Regions from separate parts of the Pan troglodytes genome. Here region 1 is linked to region 2. A link is a contact called in public HiChIP or PLAC-seq data. All regions are on one chromosome and are shown on one strand. The core of a region is the stretch at or near the end of the contact, and the rest is flanking DNA. Distances in the headings are between cores, read along the strand shown. Region 1 holds the start of CKM (creatine kinase, M-type). Region 2 holds the start of TRAPPC6A (trafficking protein particle complex subunit 6A).

Evidence for each region. HiChIP or PLAC-seq counts read pairs in DNA pulled down with a chosen protein or histone mark.
Region 1: an H3K4me3 HiChIP or PLAC-seq map of stem cell-derived excitatory neurons shows a contact between it and region 2, with 5 times the contacts expected there. The contact joins the promoter of CKM here to the promoter of TRAPPC6A in region 2. A contact is called at or near these places in 2 of 7 Hi-C or Micro-C datasets (induced pluripotent stem cells and stem cell-derived neural progenitor cells) and 1 of 1 datasets of contacts at active chromatin or transcription factors (stem cell-derived excitatory neurons).

What each region holds. Positions count from the first base shown.
Region 1 is chr20:48,279,037-48,282,751 of NHGRI_mPanTro3-v2.0_pri, forward strand. It overlaps CKM (creatine kinase, M-type), which reads right to left and starts at 2,452. Exons shown (of 8, transcript XM_001163660.6): 1 at 1,376-2,452. The coding sequence starts at 1,579.
Region 2 is chr20:48,131,984-48,135,886 of NHGRI_mPanTro3-v2.0_pri, forward strand. It overlaps TRAPPC6A (trafficking protein particle complex subunit 6A), which reads right to left and starts at 2,158. Exons shown (of 5, transcript XM_016936197.4): 1 at 1,951-2,158. The coding sequence starts at 2,076. BLOC1S3 (biogenesis of lysosomal organelles complex 1 subunit 3) reads left to right here and starts at 2,599. Exons shown (of 5, transcript XR_008540937.2): 1 at 2,599-2,688; 2 at 3,145-3,793.

The DNA.
Region 1 (3,715 bases), core at 1,202-3,701, 150 kb after region 2:
CCCTGCTGTGTGACCCCAGGCCAGTCACTAGGCCTCTCTGGACCTCTGTCTCCTGTGAACTGAGCCTGCCCCATAGGATTGCCAGGATCCTCTGAGCTTGGCCATGAGGTTGGCTGAGCACAGGCCCTGGCATGGAGTTGGAGCCTGGAACCCTGGTGGCTGCTATTATTGTTATTTGTTATTACTACTTTTTTGCAGAGATGGGGTCTCACTATGTTGCCCAGGCTGGTCTGGGACTCCTGGCCTCAAGTGATCCTCCAGCATCGGCCTCCCAAGATGCTGGGATTATGCGTGTGAGCCACTGCGCCAGGTCCTATTGTTATTTTATTCACTGGACCCAGAAAGGAGAAGGGACCCAGAAAGGAGAAGGGGCCTCCAGCAGCGGTGGGAGACGGGGATGGGAAGCAGGTGGGATTGTGGGAGGGAGATTGGGACCACGGTGAGCTGAAGCCAGGGAAGAGGAACAGGGACCCGCCAAAGACCTTGGGTGCTGCTGTCCAGGGTGGTTGGTTATTTTTAGAATCTGGCAACTGCCTGCCATCCCACCCCCAGCTGCTGCCCCGCCCTACCCCCACATTCCGGGGCTCGGCTTGCACCAAGTCAGCAGGCCCAAGACAGGTGGGCCAGGGTGGCTGGGAGGACACGGGTCCAGGCCTCGGGGCTCAAGGACATCCTGGGATGGCAGCCCAGACCCCCTCCTTCAGAGGATGCCCCCCTAATCCCTGCCAGGGACACCCCAGGAGAGGGCACTGAGGCAAGGTGGTGACCCCCCCCCCAACAAGAGACATAAGCAGAAAGCCCCAGAGCCACACACCCCCACCACCGCAGACTCCCCAGATCACACTGTAAACTGAGTCACACAGTCACACTTCCAAACTCAAGGACATGCCCAGGACACTCATGTGTCCACTACTAAGTCAGATACAAGGTCACAGGGACCCACACAGTAGCAAACGCAAAGAAAGCCTGCGACACCTGCTCTTGCAGACTCTGCTAGGCGACAGACACACCTCCCACGGCTTGTGGCGCCAGTGTTGGCGACAAACTGTAATGAACACAGGCCTGGCTCAACAGCCCCTTGCAGGGGGTGACAGTTGGCAGCTGTCAGGACCCCTTTCATCTCGGATCCCTCCCCATAACCCAAGACTTGTGCCGCAGAAATCACAGGTCCCAGTGCGGGGTTCAGGCAGCCTCACAGATGGAGGGGCCTCCCAGACACACAAGGGTCAACCTTCCCATGCACCGACCTGCCTTTGTATAGGAGGATGTTGGTGGGGCAAGGGGTGACACACAGGCCCTTTCCCAAGCCAAGCCTCTAGCACCCACAGAAATCCCCTACTCTGGCCCCCACCCAGATTCCCGCCCCGTGCAGTACCTGGCTGGGCTGGGCTGAAGGGGGGCTGTCTGTATCCTGGAGGTGACACTGACCCAAAGGAAGGGCCAGCAGCCGTGGCCTTATATAGGGGGACCTAGGCTGTGCTATTGGCTGGGAGGGGTTGTCCCCAGGGAGGAGTTCTGGAGGGCAGCTGAGCCTCTCACCTCCCTGCTCGGGCACCATGCCCACCCTGAACCCAGGCATGCTTTGCGCCCAGCCCCATGGCCTTGTATGGGCTGAGCCGCCCCAGGGGCTGGGCTCACGCCCCCCCACCAAGCTGATACCCTGACCAAGTGCTGAGTTGGGCTGGCGGTGGGGACAGCTGGCCCCCCGCCGGGAACATCGGACGGTGGCTGGGAACGTCCCAAGCACGTAGAAGCCACCGTCCCCTGGCCCCTGAGTCTCCTTCAGCCACCAGCCCTTCCTGTGGCCCTCGGCTCCCCCTGTGCCCCCTGGGCCCTCACCCCTACCCGAGTCCCAGCGGCACCTCGGGGAACCAAGGTGTGGCTCCAGGAGGAGCAGATACCCTGTGAGCTGGAGGAAGCAGAGGCCGGGAGAAGGACCAATTGCAATGGAGGGCAGTCTAACCCCAGAAACCCGCGCTTGGGCGCCCCTTCCTCCTAGGGACTGAGTGGAGGGGAAACTGAGGCTGGCTGAGTTGGAGAGATTCAAACTCAGGGCAAGGGTGGGAGGCGGTGGTCACCCTCCCCCCCACTTAACCCTCGCCCCCTCGGTGCCACTGGGAGATTTCCGCTGTGCGGGGGACAGGGAGGGTCTCGGTCGCCGGGAAAGGAGTTATTTTTAGAGGGCGCTTTGCTGTCTCCTCTGCCGCAAAGGCCGAGACCCGAGGCGCTGGGTATGGGGGGGTTCGGGGGCAGGTGTTGGAGGGGGGTTCGCCACGTGTCCTGGTTAATTATAACCGGGCGTCTCGGGTGTCCTCGGGCCTCGCCTCCTTACAAGGGCAGCCACGGGGCCCTGGGTGGCCGCTCCCACCTCCCGGGGAAGGGGGCTGGGCAGCGACGCCGTTCAGAGCGCGGGCGCCAGACTCGCGCAGATCTGGGCAGAGCAAGCGCTCTCGGCGCCTCGGCTGTGAGCAAGGACTTCCAGGGCTGAGAAGGGGGTTCTGTGGAGGAGAGTACAGTATAGAGGAAGCCGCTTTCTCCTCCTGGGACGCGCCAGGATTGCAGGCTGATCGGGTCTCCTCCTCCAGGGAGCTCCCAGGATTGCGACGAAGAAAAGAATGTCCCTTCCCTCTGGGTTCCTCCCTATCCCAGGGTCTCCTGGGTCTCCTTCACATCTTCTTAGGCAGGTGAGGACTGGCTTAGAGAAAGGGAGCCTCTGTGCCTCTCCCTCAGACTCCTGATCTGAGCGGGGAGGGGAGAGGGGTGCTTTAGAAATATTTACATGGGGCCCAGCCCTTTCCCCCCTTTCCCAGCAAGCTCAGATTGCCAAGGGTCTCTTTCACGGTTACGGAAACTGAGGCCCAGAAAACTAAATGGAACTGGTCTCGAAACAGGGATCTATCAGGCACTTCCTGAGGCTACAACAAAACACAAAACCCCCGCCGTCCTGGAGGTGATAGTGCAAGAGGGTCACAGATGAGGGGACGGCACAGCAGCAGGGGAGGTCGAGGCAGGCCTCTTTGGGAAGATGACATCTGAGCAGAGACCTGAAGGAGAACAGGGAGCCAGCCATGTGCGGCTCTGGGAGGAACAGCAGGTGCAAAGGCGCTGAGGTGAGAATGGCTGGGCACATCTGAGGACAGACAGGAAGGAGGCCAGGGGGCTGGAGCAGATGGGGCCAAGGAGAGAGTGGGAGGAAGAAGATGAGGTTGGAGGGGAGACAGGAGCAGACCCATGGTGCCCTAGGGGCTGTGGGAGGAGTTTTAATCCCATTGTGATTGACAGTGAAAATGTTAGATGGGCCGGGCACAGTGGCTCAGGCCCGTAATCCCAGCACTTTGGGAGGCAGAGGCAGAGGCGGGTGGATCACTTGAGGCCAGGAGTTCAAGACCAGCCTGGCCAACATGGTGAAACCCCATCTCTACTAAAAGTACAAAAATTAGCCTGGCATGGTGACACACGCCTGTAATCCCAGCTAGTCAGGAGGCTGAGGCATAAGAATTGCTTGAACCTAGGAGGTGGAGGTTGCAGTGAGCTGAGATGGCACCATTGCCCTCTAGCCTGAGTGACAGAGCAAGACTCAGTCTCAAAAAAAAAAAAAAAAAGAAAGAAAAGAAAAGAAAAAGAAAATGTTAAATGAACCAGGTATAGAAAGACAAACATCACAAGTTATTTGTGGGATCTAAAAATCAAAACAAGGAGGCTGAGGCAGGAGGAT
Region 2 (3,903 bases), core at 908-3,407:
GGCTCACACCTGTAATCCCAGCACTTTGGGAGCCCGAGGCGGGCAGATCACGAGGTCAGATCAAAACCATCCTGGCTAACATGGTGAAACCCCATCTCTACTAAAAATACAAAAAAAAAAAAAAAAAAAAAAATTAGCCGGGTGTGGTGGCAGGCACCTGTAGTCCCAACTACTCAGGAGGCTGCGGCGGGAGAATGGCGTGAACCCAGGAGGCGGAGCTTGCAGTGAGCCAAGATTGCGCCACTGCACTCCAGCCTGGGCAACAGAGCAAGACTCTGTCTCAAAAATAAATAAATAAATAAATAAATAAATAAATAAATAAATAAATAAAAATAAAAATAAAAATTTCTTTTAGAGGTGAGGTCTTGCTATGTTGCCCAGGCTAGTCTTGAATGCTGGGCCTCAAGTGATCCTCCCACCTCTGCTTCCTGAGTACCTGGGATTACAGGTGCAAGTCGCCACATCTGGCTAAATGCATTTTTGATTTATGATGTTTTAAACTTATGACAGGTTTATATCTGTACATCAAGATGGTAACAAGCAACATCCTCCCTGGGGCTTCTAACCCTGGAAGGAAACCAGAGCCAATAAAAATGTCTTACATGGCCAGGCGCGGTGGCTCACGCCTGTAATCCCAGCACTTTGGGAGGCCGAGGCGGGTGGATCACGAGGTCAGGAGTTCGACACCAGCCTGGCCAAAATGGTGAAACCCCGTATCTACTAAAAAAAAAAAAAAAAAAAAAAAATTGGCCGGGTGCAGTGGCTCACGCCTGTAATCCTAGCACTTTGGGAGGCCAAGATGGGCAGATCACGAGATCAGAAGATGGAGACCATCCTGGCTAACAGTGAAAACCCGTCTCTACTAAAAAAAATAATAATAATACAAAAAATTAGCCAGGTGTGGTGGCGCCAGCAGCGCTTGTGGTCCCAGCTACTTGGGAGGCTGAGAAGTGGGATGATCGCTTGAGCCCAGGAGGTCGAGGCAGCAGTGAGCCATGACTGCATCACTGCACTCCAGCCAGCCTGGGCGACCGAGCAGGATGCGCGTGCACACACACATACACACACACGAGTCCCGGGCCAGTCACGGTAGTTCACGCCTGTAATCCTAGCACTTTGGGAGGCCCACGCGGGAGAATCACTTGAGCCTAGGGGTTCAAGACCAGCCTAGGCAACATGGCAAAACCCCATTATCTCTCTTTTTTTTTTTTTTTCCTGAGACAAGTCTCGCTCTGTCGCCTAGGCTGGAGTGCAATGGCACAATCTTGGCTCACTGCAACCTCCGCCTCCCAGGTTCAAGCCATTCTCCTGTCTCAGCCTCCCGAGTAGCTGGGATTACTTACAGGTACCCGCCATCATGCTCGGCTAATTTTTGTAGACACGGGATTTCACCATGGCCAGGCTGGTCTTGAACTCCTGACCTCAGGTGATCCGACGGCCTCGGCCTCCCAAAGTGCTGGGAGCTACAGCGCCCAGCCGGCATATTTCATTTTATTATTTGACTCCCCTAGTGAAATGTAAGCTTCACAAGGAAGGGATTCTTAGAACGGTGCCTGGAATACAACAGACGCTCAATAAGTGGGTGTCGAATAAATAAATGTCCCACGCTGAGGCTTAGGTACGTTATGATACTCATTTTACAAAAGAGAAAACTAGGACACACAAAGATTAAGTCATTGGGTCGCACACCTAGTAAGTGGGGGAGGCGAGTCCTCAGCACACGCCCAATAACAGCATTATTTTGATTACTAGCCGCTTACTCAGGCCTTGAGCTAAGTGCTTTACCCTGAATCATCGCGCTCAATTTAGCAATAACCCCGAGCCGGCACCGTCGCGAACGCCACTTTCCAAAGGAGGAAGCCAGGGCCAGACGTTGCCCTGCAAGGCCGGGGCTGGGCCGGGTTCGAACCCGGACGCCTGACGCGCCCTCCGTTCTCCCAGAGGCGTTACCTTGGTGGCCCCCGCTTCCTCCCCACGGAGCCCGGCGCTCACCCCCGGGCCGGGGTCGGGGTCGTGAGCCCACAGCTCAGCCACCATCTCCGTGTGAAGAAACTCAAACAACACAGTATCCGCCATGCCCCCTCCTCGCGCGCCTAAAGATGCGCCCAGCGCTTCCAGCTCTCATTGGCCAGGCTTGGTAAGCCACGCCTCTTGCGTCACGGCGCGAGCCCTCCTACTCCCGCTTCCATTGGTGTTTTAGACTAGCCCCGCCTCCCCGCCCGGACTCAAGCAGTGTGCGCGTGAGCCTGGGACACTAGGGGGCGGGCCTACGCCTTCTCTGGCCACAGGTGGCAACATCTTCTGCACTTACTGCCGTCCCTTCCCTATTTCCGGGTTCTCGAGCATTCCTATTGGCCAAATTACTGGTTACACGTGACATACTCGGCTTTTAAAATCCCTATTTGTCCACTCCAGACTTTCCTCGTCGCACAACCTGGAAGAGCCGGCCCAGCTGCTTCTCTATTGGCGGTTCCTCCATTCATGTGACTCTTCTACACGCTCACTCAAAGCTGATGCTGAGAACTTGCTTCCTGATTGGTAGCCGGGCGAATCCACGTGACTTGGCCGCTAATGCCCGCCCAATCCGCTCCCCTATTGGTTGAAATCGCAGCCCTTCAGCTGCCACGGTGAGAACGCAGCACTCGGGCTAGGAAGCGGATCTTGCAAGCTCCGAGCGTCAGCTGCCGGGTACGGTCTTTGGCGTTAGCGCTTCTCCCATCCCATGAGTGCCCCCAGCAGAGTCCAGTCGGACTGTCATCCTTTCTGCGACTCTGGCGCTGGTCCCGAGCACCTCACGGGCCCGTGTGCTTCCGGGTCTGAGATTGGCATGGTGGACCAGGTGGAGGGTGTGGCCTCTACTAGGAGGCAAATTCGTAAAGAGCTCGGCTTGGGACTCCGGGAACTCGGGCCCCAGATCCTTGTTCGAGCTGGTCTTCAGTTTCCCCATCTGTACGCTGAAGAGCCTGGGGTCCAGTAACCCCCATCATCACCCAGTTTACAGAAGAGGAAACTGAGGCCCAGACGGGGAGCAGCTGACACCAAGTCGTTAAGAGAATCAGCGAAGGGGCTGGGAATCCAGGACCTGCGCCTTTTACCCACCGCGGCGCCGGTCTCACGTGCAGTCCCTTCGCTCTTCTCCCCTAGCTCGGTGCCATGGCGTCCCAGGGTCGTCGGCGGAGGCCCCTGCGGAGGCCGGAGACGGTGGTGCCGGGGGAGGCGACCGAGACGGATTCCGAGCGCTCTGCGTCCTCGTCGGAGGAGGAGGAGCTGTACCTGGGTCCTTCGGGCCCGACGCGCGGCCGCCCCACAGGGCTGCGGGTGGCTGGGGAAGCCGCGGAGACCGACTCGGAGCCGGAGCCGGAACCGACGGCCGCGCCGAGGGACCTGCCTCCACTCGTGGTGCAGCGGGAATCGGCGGAGGAGGCCTGGGGCACGGAGGAGGCCCCGGCGCCCGCCCCCGCGCGCTCGCTCCTGCAACTTCGGCTGGCGGAGAGCCAGGCGCGGCTGGACCACGACGTGGCGGCCGCCGTGAGCGGTGTCTACCGCCGTGCAGGCCGCGACGTGGCCGCCCTGGCTAGTAGGCTGGCGGCAGCCCAGGCGGCGGGGCTGGCGGCGGCCCACAGCGTGCGCCTGGCGCGCGGGGACCTTTGTGCGCTGGCCGAGCGTCTGGACATCGTGGCTGGCTGCCGCCTGCTGCCGGACATCCGCGGCGTGCCAGGGACCGAGCCTGAGCAAGACCCGGGGCCGCGGGCCTAGCCATGATTCTACTTCCCAACCTGACTGCAATTTGGGGGTAGGCCTTGCTGCCTCTGGGACCTGACTCTGTCTCCTGTGTCTCTTATCACCCCCCACCCCTGCTCCCATCTTGGTGTCACCCATGGGGGCTAATCCGGTCCCCTTGGA